Regions from separate parts of the Mus musculus genome. Here all the other regions are linked to region 4. A link is a contact called in public ChIA-PET and HiChIP or PLAC-seq data. All regions are on one chromosome and are shown on one strand. Each heading gives the region's core, a stretch centred on a gene start, on an enhancer-like site or on the middle of the called end of the contact. The rest is flanking DNA. Distances are from core to core; before and after follow the strand shown. Region 1 holds the start of 9130023H24Rik (RIKEN cDNA 9130023H24 gene). Region 2 holds the start of Taok2 (TAO kinase 2). Region 3 holds the start of Ppp4c (protein phosphatase 4, catalytic subunit). Region 4 holds the start of Rnf40 (ring finger protein 40).

Region 1 (2,878 bases), core at 366-2,865, 650 kb after region 4:
AAGTGGATGCGCTGGTGTTCAGTGAACATGGTGATCTCACTAAAGCCACGACCACATTCAAGACACCTGAAGGGCGGTTCTCCATTGTGAGTGCGCTGGTGCCGTAGGCAGTTTGAGCTGTTGGTGAAGTTCTTGCCACACTCACAGCAATTGTAGGGCTTCTCACCCGTGTGTGAACGCTGGTGTTCTAGCAGATAGGAACTTCGCCCAAAGCTGTCTCCGCACCAGGCACAGAAGTAGGGTTTCTCGCCTGTGTGACAGCGCTGGTGCTGTAAAAGGTTAGAGCTCAGGCTGAAACTCTTGCCACAGAGGCCACAGCGGTAGGGTTTCTCACCAGTGTGAGTTCGCTGGTGCTGGATCAGGTTGGAGCTAACCCTGAAAGTCTTTCCACACTCAGCACACGCATAGGGCTTTTCCCCAGTGTGCACCCGCTGGTGTTTTGCTAGGTCTGCACTGCGACCAAAGGCCTCTCCGCACTCCATGCACTTGTGCGGCCGGAGACCTGAGTGAGAACGACGGTGTTTAGTGAGATTAGAGCTGAGGCTGAAGCAACGGCCACATTCTGGGCAGGGGTATGGTTTTTCACCACTGTGAACTCGGTAATGCTTAACCAGATCTGAGCCACGCCGGAAGCTTTTGTCACACTCTGGACAGCTGTAAGGGCGGTCACACCCATGGCTGCTTTGATGGTGAATGAGATCAGAGAGACTGGGTACAGCCAACCCACAATCCCTACACTTGAAAGCTTTGGGGACTGCAGGATCACTGGTCTTGACAAAGGTTTCTTCCTTGGGGCCAGAGCCTGACCTACATAAGTACTGCTGGTCCAGCATTTTTTCCACGGGGGCTGGTTGTTCCGGCCGCGCCAGGAGGGGGCGCTCATGTAGCGCGGTCTCGCGATCCAGGGGCGACCTGGGGGCTCCCGGGAATTTTGACGTCCGGTTCTCCAGCAGCTTAGCCCCATCTAGATTCTCCCTGGTCACTTCTGGAGCCGCAAGTTCCATTGCGGCCGAAAAGCGCTCGGTTTCCTAAATGCCACCCGTTTAACTCATCAGCACAGTTGGAGAACGGGGCACTGGAGGCTTGGAGGCCGGTACCGGAAACGGAAAGGTCCCCAAGCCCGAGAGACTCTAGGAAGTGGCAGCGAACTTTCCCGGTAGGTTTAACTCTTTCATTCGCTTGGCGAGACCTTTCTGTCGGGAACTTAGCACTTTTGAAACGGCTTGGGGTTCTGCGAGTCTGTCAGTCCGGCTTTCGGAGCCATTGATCACCGCGCTTTGAGGGTTGCCAATCAAGTCTGAACGTCGCCGACAAGGACGTACCGGGAGCGAAGTGGCTAAGTCACGTTGGGGAGCACAGGACAGCACTAAGACTCCACCGCGGGGCGTCTGATCCTAGGAGCAACAGTTCACTCTTCGGCCCCGGGAGGAGTTTCTCACCCACTTAAACTGCACTAAGCTTGGCGCCGACTACATATCCCAGCATGCACCGCACGCGCCTCTTACTTTCCCACAGATAAATACCATTCTCGCCATGTCTTCTGCGACTGTGCAAGTACCGGAGTTCCAGAATCTAGAACTTGAACTTCCGACTCGCAAGATAACTGCGGCGGCGCTATTCCGAGGAGCAGCCTGGCCACGCCCCCCTCTTCCAGTTCCGCTCTCTCAGAGTACCGGCGAGACGCGGGGCGGAGCCTGAGGCCCGGGCCAAGATGGCGGCTGCGAGACCGGCCCTTACGGACTCGCTCTCGTTTTGCCTCGCGCAGCTCACGGCGGCGGCCGGGGAGGGGCCAGGTGGGGGAAAGGACCCAGCTACCAACGAGACACCCCTGGGCCGCGCGCTCTTAGCTCTTCGCACGCGCCACATCAAGGCGGCAGAGGGGATTGAGCGCTTCCGGGCACGCGGCGGGCTCCGCCCCCTTCTCGCCCTGCTCCGCCGAACGGCTGCTGCGGGCCCCGCCCCGTCCCAAGCAGCCTCTGGCTCCGCCCCTTCGTCGGTTGCGTCAGCTGGTTCTACCCCTGGCCACGCCCCCGCTGCCGAGTCGCTCTTGACGCCTTCGTTGCCAATGCGCCTGCGCAAGACGCTGGATTTGGCGCTCAGCATTCTAGCCAACTGCTGTACAGAAGGGGCGTGCCGGGCCGAAGTGCGGAGACTTGGAGGCATTCTCCCTTTGGGTAAGTGCTCCGCCCCCATTTCTTAGAAAGGTTCCAACCCACAGTATCTGCGCTGCCCTTCCATTATGCCAGGCCTCTGAGTACATGCTTTGTGATGGTGCAGCGCCACTCATCTCCTCAGGTGTGATGCTATGTGACGTCACTGCTCTCTCCATAAATTAGACCTGGACCTGCCCAGACCAGAAGTAGATACTGACTCCTGCCTCACTTTTGAGCAAGTGGCTTATACTTTGTTTTTGGTGCTTCTCGGGGACAGTACCCGTCCCTGTGCAAGGCTTCACATGGAAGAGCAGGAGGCCAGAAAGTGTAGTTTTAAAAGTTAGAAAGTGAGTTTAAAAGTCAGACATACCAAGCAAATCACCCAACCCCTCCAAAGCAAGAATTCTTTGTGTAATAACAATAGCTACCCGACAGGATTGAAGTTGAGTAGAAAATGAAATTCAAATGTACAGTGCCCAGACTCCAAGCATAAGTGGGTACTTAAACACAGGAAACAAATTCCAGCAGAGGATCAGCCTTTCTGTGTACCGGGTGATTTGGCGCCTCCTTATGGTGATGATGGGAACAAAGTTGCATCATTGCCTGTCCTGTATCTCAATTTTGACAAAAATCTTAATTTTTAAAGTGAAGCATTTTTATATTTAAACTTGCATAGATTGCAAGTAATGTGTTTGACAGTAGGCTTGATGGAATGCCAAGTTCTC
Region 2 (2,863 bases), core at 183-2,682, 700 kb before region 4:
GGGAATCAACACCCTAGAGCAGTCTTGGGGAAAAAAAAAAAAAAAGAGTATAATAAAATCATGAAGAGGTGGTTGTGAGGGCAAAATTAATAAAGACTAGAAAGGTGGAAAGCCATTTGATTGGCTAAGCATCCTAGGGCGTGACCCTTGGTGACAAGACAGGCCCTGTCACCTGAGAGTACCCCTTCAACCAGACACAATGAAGGCAAGAGAAAGGGAGAAGAGGTAGCAACAGAAGCAGACTGGGCTGGCCAGAGACTGACCATGGGCCCAACAGGAATCCCTATCCTGAGGAGAGGGCCTACCCAGCCCCAGCTTCTCGGCATGGAGCTGACCAGAGGGGCTCATGCCCATACACCCATGTCTCTCACCTGGTAGGGGTCACTATGGTGCCCCAGCGCCTCCGCTTCCGCCTGGGGTACTCCAGTTGCTCTGACAAGCAGGGAGAGGGGCAAGGAGACCTTCCCCCTCGCCACCTCTTCCTCAGCTTTCGCCCTTCCTGAGGGGCGGGCCCGGGAAGCCTCCCCTGGAGGGGAGGGGGTGACAACCTGATCTGACCTCGCGGTCCAGTCCTCCCCCAACTCGAGGGCGACAGTTGCTGAATCCCGGATTTCCGATTGTGGGGTCTGAGCCCCGTATATTTGCAAGGGCTAAAAATGAGTCCGATATCTGATCGCTTGGAGGATGAACCCCGGATATTGGTGCACACAGGGTCCTGAATCCCAGGTATTTTAAATTCTATAAAACAGAGACCCAGGTTTGTAAAGGTTGGGACTTTGGGTCCCAGATATCTGATATACGAGGGTTTGATACCTGGGTATCTGAGAAACAAGGGACCAAGCCCCAAAATTTGGGACCCAGGGGCCTGAGCCCCAGGTCTTCGGCCACGACAAGGGGCCCACCCCGAGGACGCCCGGCTGCACGGCCCCTCTAAGGCTGGGGTCCGAGAGTGACAGCCCCTACTCCAGCCCTGGCCTACTCCCTTTCCCGTCCTCTCTCTCCGGAACAGCTGAAGGACTGTAGCGGAGGCGCTGCTGATGGTCCCTGTGCCTCACTCCCTTTCCTTTTCGTCTCAGCTTCTCACCGCACCACAGCCCTGCTCTCGTCCCGGCCTCCCTCTCTCTCCCTCTCTCTCTTCCTCCCAATTCCAAGATGGAGACCGGGCGGGAGCGCGCAGGCGCGGTATGCACGCCGGGCCAAAGGGGTGGGGCCCCAAAGGAAATAGCCCCGCCCCTCGCCAGTAGCCGCCGCGGCCCAGACGACAAGCTGCCTTCGAGCCCAAGTGCGCGCGCGCCCCGCCACGCGGATCCTTGGTGGGAAGAGGAGAGGAGAAAGGCTTGGCTTGCTTGGGGTGGAGCCCAAGCGCGCGGTCCAAGGACTGCTGGTGGAGAGAGCTGTGGCGCATGCGCCCGCCACGCTTTCGCGCTGCGACTGAGCCTGTTGCTAGGGGAAGCTCTGAGGGGGTGCTCTAGGAAGGAAAGCTGTGGTCTGCGCCTGCGTGCAGGGTAAAGGCTGAAAGGAGTAAAGCAAGGCTGCTGGCAGCTGGGCGCCGGAAAGGCGGGAAACCGGACCATTATTATGTTCACAAGTATCTAAACTAAACCTGAGCTCCCAAGTGCGAGAACGATGTGCCAAAGTTCGGAAAACCCAATGGGTCAAATCCCTACTGGAAAATTGAGGTCCAGTAGGATTGTATAACTTGCCAAAACGCATTAAGCATTTCATACACAGAACATCAATTTAAGTTCATGGAAGAAAACAAATGACAAAGTAGCACAGTTGTGTTCACAGTGTGTCTAAAGAGTATATAGTGCTAGATTAATGCTTACAATTCCAGCACTCAGCAAGCTGAGGCTGAGGCAGGAGGATACCAGTTCTGCAGGGTATGTAACCTAATGGAGTTCCAGTATCAAAAACAAAAAACAAACAGACACACAAACAAACAAAGAACAAAAAACCACAAATATTTTCCAAAGCAAATCCACCAACACGGCCACAGTTTTAAGTGACCTATGCCAACTTGTATTTCAAACTAAGGTCAACAAGGGTAACAAGACGCTAATCATCAGGAAACTAGAGAGGGTGACATCCAAAGATTTTGAGTTCCAGGCCAGGGGGCCCAGGCTTTTCATCCCAGCAACTTGAGAGGTAGAGGCAGGCAGATCTCTGAATTTGAAGCCAGCTAGGGCTCTATAGTGAGACGTGACAAAACAAGGCTGGGGAGCCTGTTCAGTGGTAGAGTGCTTGCCTGCCTAGTGTAGGCGAGGCTCTACATTCAACCCACAGTGCCACAAAATTGGACAGGAGCAAAATGACTAAGTATGTGCTTGCTGAGAAAAGGCTGGTAACCTGTGTTCTATCCCCTGAACCCATGCAAGGGTTGAGGAAGAGAGCACAACTGCTCTGGGACCCCCATGCACGGGCCATGGCATGAGCACACCCAATAAGAAAGAAAAGCCCCCATGGAGTGGTGGCATGTGCCTTTCATCCCAGCACTTAGGAGGCAAAGGCAGGAGGATCTCTGAGTTCTAGGCCAGCTTGGTCTGCAAAGTAAGTTCCAGAACAGCCAGGGATACATAGAGAAACTGTCTCGAAAAACAAAACAAAAAAATTCTTTTACGTCAACAAGGAAAAGTCCCCAGTATTTACTTTAATCCAATCCCCAGTAAGTACCTTACACAATAGTAGTCAAAAGCCATTTATTTTCCCACAGTCTAGTTCTTCACTTTTTGTAATAGGTCTTCTAAACTCAGAAGTGGGCCCCAAGAACTTGACCTGTACCTGGAGAAAAGGAAGAAAACAGGACAGGTAAGAAAACCCCTGGATGAATTTCTGCAAGGATTCAAAAATCAGAGGAAGCGAC
Region 3 (2,700 bases), core at 162-2,661, 800 kb before region 4:
CTCCATATCCATATCATGCTTAGCTCTCATGTTGTGGCCTTGACCTAGCTTAGGATGACCCTAAACCCCTCATTCTCCTTTCTTGGCATCCCAAGGGCTTGGGAGGGGCTGTTGAGAGGGGCTGGAGATAGCTCAATGGTTAACAGCACCGACTGCTCTTCTGAAGGTTCTGAGTTCAAATCCCAGCAACCACATGGTGGCTCACAACCATCTGTAATGATATCTGATGCCCTCTTCTGGTGTGTCTGAGGACAGCTACAGTTTACTTACATAAAAATAATAAATAAATCTTTAAAAAAAATTGTGTTGAAGCTGTGAGTTTTTTCAAAAACTCTTCCTTTTTTGAAAAGACCTCAACTCAGTAAAATGAGCTAGTCTGAAACTCTTCTAGTGTGACCTATTTATTGTTTTTCTTAGGATCGTAATGGAACACGAAGGTGGCTCAACTCCGTCTTCCAGAATCATAACTAAAAGGATCCGTATTCACAAGATCTGGCTTCAGATTCCATTCCTTCCTTGCTGGTAATTTTGAACAATTGGAGTCCTTGTTTGTTAAACTAGACACAAAGTCATTTTCTCTTTTAAGGACTGACGGGATTGAGAGGCTTTCGCAAATCACGTTTTGTTTTCTTGCCTTGAACCATCTCCTCACTCTTTAAGAATCTGTCCGAGAACTCAGCCCCTCCAAGAAACTTTCACCCCAGCAGGGCAAGCCATTTTCCCTGAGTTCCCTAGAACTTCCTGCCACTCGCTCTTACTCCACTAGAAACCCATACACAGCCGCCCCGTGGTTCCTGGGGAGAAGTGGCTCTCCGGACCTCTCTCTGGCGACGTTTCCGGGCTTGGGCAAGCCCTAAGTTCTCGGCGGAGTTTGCCCGGCCGAGACCCCCGGGGCGACCGGCTGGAGTCCCTTCCGCGGGCTCACCTGGCCTTGGCGCACAGGGCCTTGACTTCGCTCTCTTTGATCAGCTCGCAGCGCCGTAGCTGCTCGATCTGCCGGTCCAGGTCGCTGATCTCCGCCATGGCCCACCCCCCCGGCGCGGGTCAGAGTCGGGGCCGCCGCCCCCTCCGGACCGCACAGGGGTCTCCTGGGAAAAGGGAAGGCGAGCCCGCCAATCAGAGGGTCCGTGCGGGAGGGGGGACTCGATTCTGGGACCGCCCCCCCCTCCCCTCACGGCGGCCCAGGACCCTCCGCGTCCCGCTGCCCTGGCCGCACCCCGCCAACTCCCGTCGAACCCCGCGGGCCCGCGCTAAGGACGGTGGCCTAGAGGGGCCTCGGACAATTACCGCCGCGGAGACTCCGGCTGAGTCTCTTCGACTCCCCACTTCCCTCCGCTTTGGGCCTCCGCCACCGCCGCTTCTACTTCCGGCCTCGCCGCGGAAGCAAAGGGAAACCAGTGCTCTCGCGCGCCGGAAGTGACGCACACGAGCCACGCCTCGCTGAGGCACCGGGAAGGAGAAGAGAAGTAGCCGGAAGTGGGCGGGCGAAGTTGGTTGGAGGCAAATACAGCAGTGCGCCTGGTGTACTTGTGTATGCCTGGTGAGGCGAGCCGCGGTAGGCTTCTCATCTCACATTACATTATTCCCTGGGCTGCTTCTATTACAGATCTCACGGATAAAACTGCCTTGTTCATCATTGCCTCTCCGGTGTTTAGAATAAGGCCAAGTATTGCAGATATGCATAAATAATTGTTCAATGAAAGAGCCTATCCTGGTCCACATTTCTTGCCACGGTCCCATGGAGGAGCTCCGAACCTGGGCCAGACATAGTGGCCTATTTGTAATCCCAGAACTCAGGAGGCTAAGGCTGATCGTGGATACTAGGCTGTCAAAGCTACAGAGCAAACACTTGGCGGGGGGCGGTCACCTCACGAAGATAGCATATCTGATAAAAGAACTTGTCACCAAACCTACTGACCTGATTTGGATCCCCAGAACCCATATGGTGATGAGAGAAAACACGGAGGCTTAAATCTAATTGAAAAAAAATTTTTTAAGTGTCCACTCTCTGGACACCAAGCTTTTCCAAAATAGTTCACTTTTTTTCTTGACAGGGTTGCACTGTAGCTTAGAATAGCCCAGATTTCACAGCGAATCTCAGCCCAGATATTAATCAACCACACCCAACAATGCTTCTTATTGCCTGAACATATTCCTTGAAGGTGGCAATGGGTTTGGAGGCTAGCTTGATCACAGTTGAATGCTGAAAGTCTGGAGTTTCAATCAAAGCTCAAATATGAATCCATAGCTGTACTTGGTGGTGCACGCCTTTAATCCCAGCACTCAGGAGGCAGAGGCAGGCAGATTTGGGAGTTCGAGGCCAGCCTGGTCTACAAAGTGAGTTCCAGGACAGCCAGGGCTATACAGAGAAACCCTGCCTCAAAAAGCAAAAAACAAAAATTAATCCAGAAAAAAGTGGTTTTCAGGTCTGGCTTTCACCTTTCATTTGCTGAAACTCAAAGCAACACAAACACTAAGCCAGCCCCTGGAGCTCCCCAAATTCGCAGTGCATGCAGTCTGCCTCCTTTCTCTTTGCCTTTTGCTGTAGGCAGAGCAGGTTATTGATCTTCTGCACACCATACTCCCTCTTTTTCAGTATTCTATTGTCCCTCTCAATTTTGAACAATTTTTATGTGCCTTAAGATTTTCTTATAGAGGGTGGGGAGATGGCTCAGTGGTTAACACTGACTGCTCTTCCAG
Region 4 (2,786 bases), core at 231-2,730:
GGATAGCCAAAGCTACAAGGAGAAACAATGTCTTGAAAACCCCCCAAAAAACAACTTTGAGTCCTTGTCTTGCTCTGTGTGACCTTGATGAAGTCCCCTGGGCCTTGGCATCGGTGTGCACAGTGCTCCATCATTGCAGCTGTGTACATTCCTGCCTTTGCCTCCCTTCTCACACCGCCACTTTACACTGAGGCACCTGGCACGCTGGTGACTCGTTACCTTGAGCACTTCTCAGTCTCATCTTTGTAAAACTGGAGAGCCCTGGCTGGACAGGACTGTTGAGGACACCTTACAGGAGTAATACAAATGAGAAGTGTAACTTTTCCCCTGGGCTCTCCACACTCACCACATACAGATCCGGGGCTGGGGTAGTGGTGGCTGCGGAGAGAAGACAGATTATGGGACAAATAGATACGACAGTATGTATCCCCTAGTCCCTAGTACCTCATGAATTTCTAGCAGGTCTGAGTGTGCTATAATTTTAACTATAGCAAAATAGGTAAAACCGGGCTTCGGTGGGCTCGAAATACTATTTAGCAGCCTATTTACAATCAAAGCAACTCCAGGAAATTCCCTAATGTTGATAAACGTAATGACTGGCGGCACCTTTTTTGGGAAACCTAAGTATTCACTAGAGGACAACTCTGTCCCGCCCTCACCGGGAACAAGTTGGCTCCAGGATCTTCAGCCACTTCCACAGGGCTACTAGTGGCTTCTGCGGGCGACTCGGTCTGCATGTCTGTTCCGTTCCTTATGGCCGAGCCGTCCACCGAGCTGGGACTCCTGTCCAGTTCCTCCTGCAATTTGGGAGATTGTTCCGACTCCATCTGCACCTTCATTCCCAGGCTCTGGCTGGAACTGGGGGTAATCATCTCTTCGTCCTTCTTAGCCTCAGTCAAGGGCTCTCCAGCCTGGGCTCTGGGACAGCCAGCTCTCCCACTGCAAAGCCCGGTCCTGCCCCTTCTAGTGTTTCTTCAGAGGCGGTGAAGCGAGAGGCAGCCAATCCGCAGAGGGCGTCTTCCCAACTTGTCTCCCCGGTGACCGTTGTTAAGGAAAGTAGAAAGTACAAGCCCACGCCAATCATTGAAAAGATAGAGCGCATGCGTAACGAGTTGCACGTGCCTCTTAGAAGTTGCTTGTAAGGGTGCTTTTGAGGGTCGGTCTTTTTAAAGATTTAATTTAAATCTTTAAAAGATTGTGTTTGTGCGTGCGTGTGCGCACATATGTACAGGATGTTCGGGAGGGCTCCGCGGAGGCCAGGAGAGGATGACGGATCCTCTGGATCTGGAGTTACAAGGGGTCGTGTACCGAGTACCCCGAACAGCAGCAAAGGCTCCACCCCTCCATCTCCTAGTGCAACTGCGGGGTCAGTAACTATGGGAACCGCCTGCTGGCCAATCATTAAGAGAAATACAGTCCGTCGCGGGGTTGGAGGGGTGGGACTAAAAGACTCGAGAGGAGGAACCAAGAGCTACCAATAGAAACAGGAAATAAGTTTCGCCACATCCGGAGCGGCTCTGACGCCTGCGCTGTGCGTCTGGCGGCCGGTGACGTCCGGTGAAATCCAAGATGGTGGCGCTTGGCTGACCCTACGGTAAGTGCGGACCCCCGTCCGGCGGGGGCGGGGTCCGGGAGATATGTCCAGGGGGACGCTCAGGACTGCGGAGCTCCAGACGCATCCACAGCTCAGCTCTCTGTTTTCTGCAGGTGACGGAAGTGCCGCCTCCACCCGCCTGCCAGCCCCGGAGAGCCCTGAGTTGCCCCTCCGCCACCGCCGCTATGTCTGGCCTCAGCAACAAGCGCGCCGCCGGCGACGGGGGCTCAGGACCCCCAGAGAAGAAGATGAACCGCGAGGAGAAGACCACGACCACTCTAATCGAACCCATTCGTCTCGGCGGCATTTCTTCCACGGTTGGTGGGCTTTTGCGAAAGTCACATTTGGCCTGCGCCCAAAGTGTTTGGAATCTTGTGTGTGCTCGTGTGTATATACACAAACCGGGTGGTGAGGGTGGGTGTGCCAACGGCGTGAATGTGATCAGAGAACAACTTTACGGAGTCCCTTCTGGCCTTTTACTTATGCGCACATATGTTCCCGTAAGTCCTGTGTGATGTGTCTGAGTTGGAAACAGGTAGGGGCAGGAACGGAATGTGAAGCTCTCATGACTAGCATATTCTCTTTGCAAGTGTCTGAGCCTTGCTATATACCTCTCCCCTTTCAGTCTAATCCTTGTCCTATTGTGTGTCAGTGATGGTTCAGGGTCCTGCCCGACACTCTGCCTCTTCCCTTCTGGTAGGAGGAGATGGATTCCAAGGTACTGCAGTTCAAGAACAAGAAGCTGGCGGAGCGGTTGGAGCAGCGGCAAGCCTGCGAGGATGAGCTCCGGGAGAGAATTGAGAAATTGGAGAAGAGGCAGGCCACTGATGATGCCACACTCCTCATCGTCAACCGCTACTGGGCCCAGGTGGATGCCTGAAGAGCGAGCGTCCTACTGGGAGAAGCCCTGAGGCATTCCTAACCTCTTGTTCTTTCTTCTTTCAGCTGGATGAAACTGTAGAAGCCCTCCTCCAGTGCTACGAGAACCAGAGGGAACTGTCTTCAGGGACAGAGGTGCCTGGGTGCCAAGAGGGCCTGACCCGTGATGTGATCCCTCGACCAGACCCAGGGACATCAGATCTGAGGGGTAGGACCAGGGCCCTGGGGAGCTTATGTTCTCAGAAAGGTTTTGAGGAGGAGGTGACTTTGATGTGGGGCTACCGAAATGCCCGGCACTTGGGAAGCAGAAGTT

What was found. ChIA-PET counts read pairs in DNA pulled down with a chosen protein or histone mark. HiChIP or PLAC-seq counts read pairs in DNA pulled down with a chosen protein or histone mark.
Region 1: a contact with region 4 is called in an RNA polymerase II ChIA-PET map of memory CD8 T cells, with 6 read pairs. The contact joins the promoter of 9130023H24Rik here to the promoter of Rnf40 in region 4. A contact is called at or near these places in 5 of 39 promoter capture datasets (erythroid cells, liver, neutrophils and 1 more), 1 of 484 Hi-C or Micro-C datasets (neutrophils), 1 of 115 datasets of contacts at active chromatin or transcription factors (memory CD8 T cells) and 1 of 9 other capture datasets (liver).
Region 2: an RNA polymerase II ChIA-PET map of memory CD8 T cells shows a contact between it and region 4, with 98 read pairs. The contact joins the promoter of Taok2 here to the promoter of Rnf40 in region 4. A contact is called at or near these places in 2 of 39 promoter capture datasets (hematopoietic stem and progenitor cells and liver), 3 of 115 datasets of contacts at active chromatin or transcription factors (bone marrow-derived macrophages, embryonic forebrain and memory CD8 T cells) and 3 of 9 other capture datasets (adipose tissue, liver and pancreatic islet).
Region 3: an H3K27ac HiChIP or PLAC-seq map of bone marrow-derived dendritic cells shows a contact between it and region 4, with 4 times the contacts expected there. The contact joins the promoter of Ppp4c here to the promoter of Rnf40 in region 4. A contact is called at or near these places in 3 of 39 promoter capture datasets (cranial neural crest, embryonic stem cells and pre-B cells), 3 of 484 Hi-C or Micro-C datasets (embryonic stem cells, muscle stem cells and uterus), 6 of 115 datasets of contacts at active chromatin or transcription factors (bone marrow-derived dendritic cells, bone marrow-derived macrophages, effector CD8 T cells and 3 more) and 2 of 9 other capture datasets (adipose tissue and liver).

The regions. Positions count from the first base shown.
Region 1 is chr7:128,236,416-128,239,293 of GRCm38.p6, forward strand. It overlaps 9130023H24Rik (RIKEN cDNA 9130023H24 gene), which reads right to left and starts at 1,616. Exons shown (of 1, transcript NM_177001.3): 1 at 1-1,616. The coding sequence starts at 1,004. Armc5 (armadillo repeat containing 5) reads left to right here and starts at 942. Exons shown (of 6, transcript NM_146205.2): 1 at 942-2,174. The coding sequence starts at 1,712.
Region 2 is chr7:126,883,535-126,886,397 of GRCm38.p6, forward strand. It overlaps Taok2 (TAO kinase 2), which reads right to left and starts at 1,433. Exons shown (of 16, transcript NM_001163775.2): 1 at 372-1,433. Tmem219 (transmembrane protein 219) reads right to left here. Exons shown (of 6, transcript NM_026827.1): 6 at 2,685-2,781.
Region 3 is chr7:126,791,136-126,793,835 of GRCm38.p6, forward strand. It overlaps Ppp4c (protein phosphatase 4, catalytic subunit), which reads right to left and starts at 1,412. Exons shown (of 9, transcript NM_019674.4): 1 at 1,288-1,412; 2 at 926-1,088. The coding sequence starts at 1,023.
Region 4 is chr7:127,587,218-127,590,003 of GRCm38.p6, forward strand. It overlaps Rnf40 (ring finger protein 40), which reads left to right and starts at 1,481. Exons shown (of 20, transcript NM_172281.2): 1 at 1,481-1,594; 2 at 1,708-1,911; 3 at 2,295-2,462; 4 at 2,540-2,681. The coding sequence starts at 1,780. Ccdc189 (coiled-coil domain containing 189) reads right to left here and starts at 1,378. Exons shown (of 9, transcript NM_001033040.3): 1 at 660-1,378; 2 at 347-378. The coding sequence starts at 872.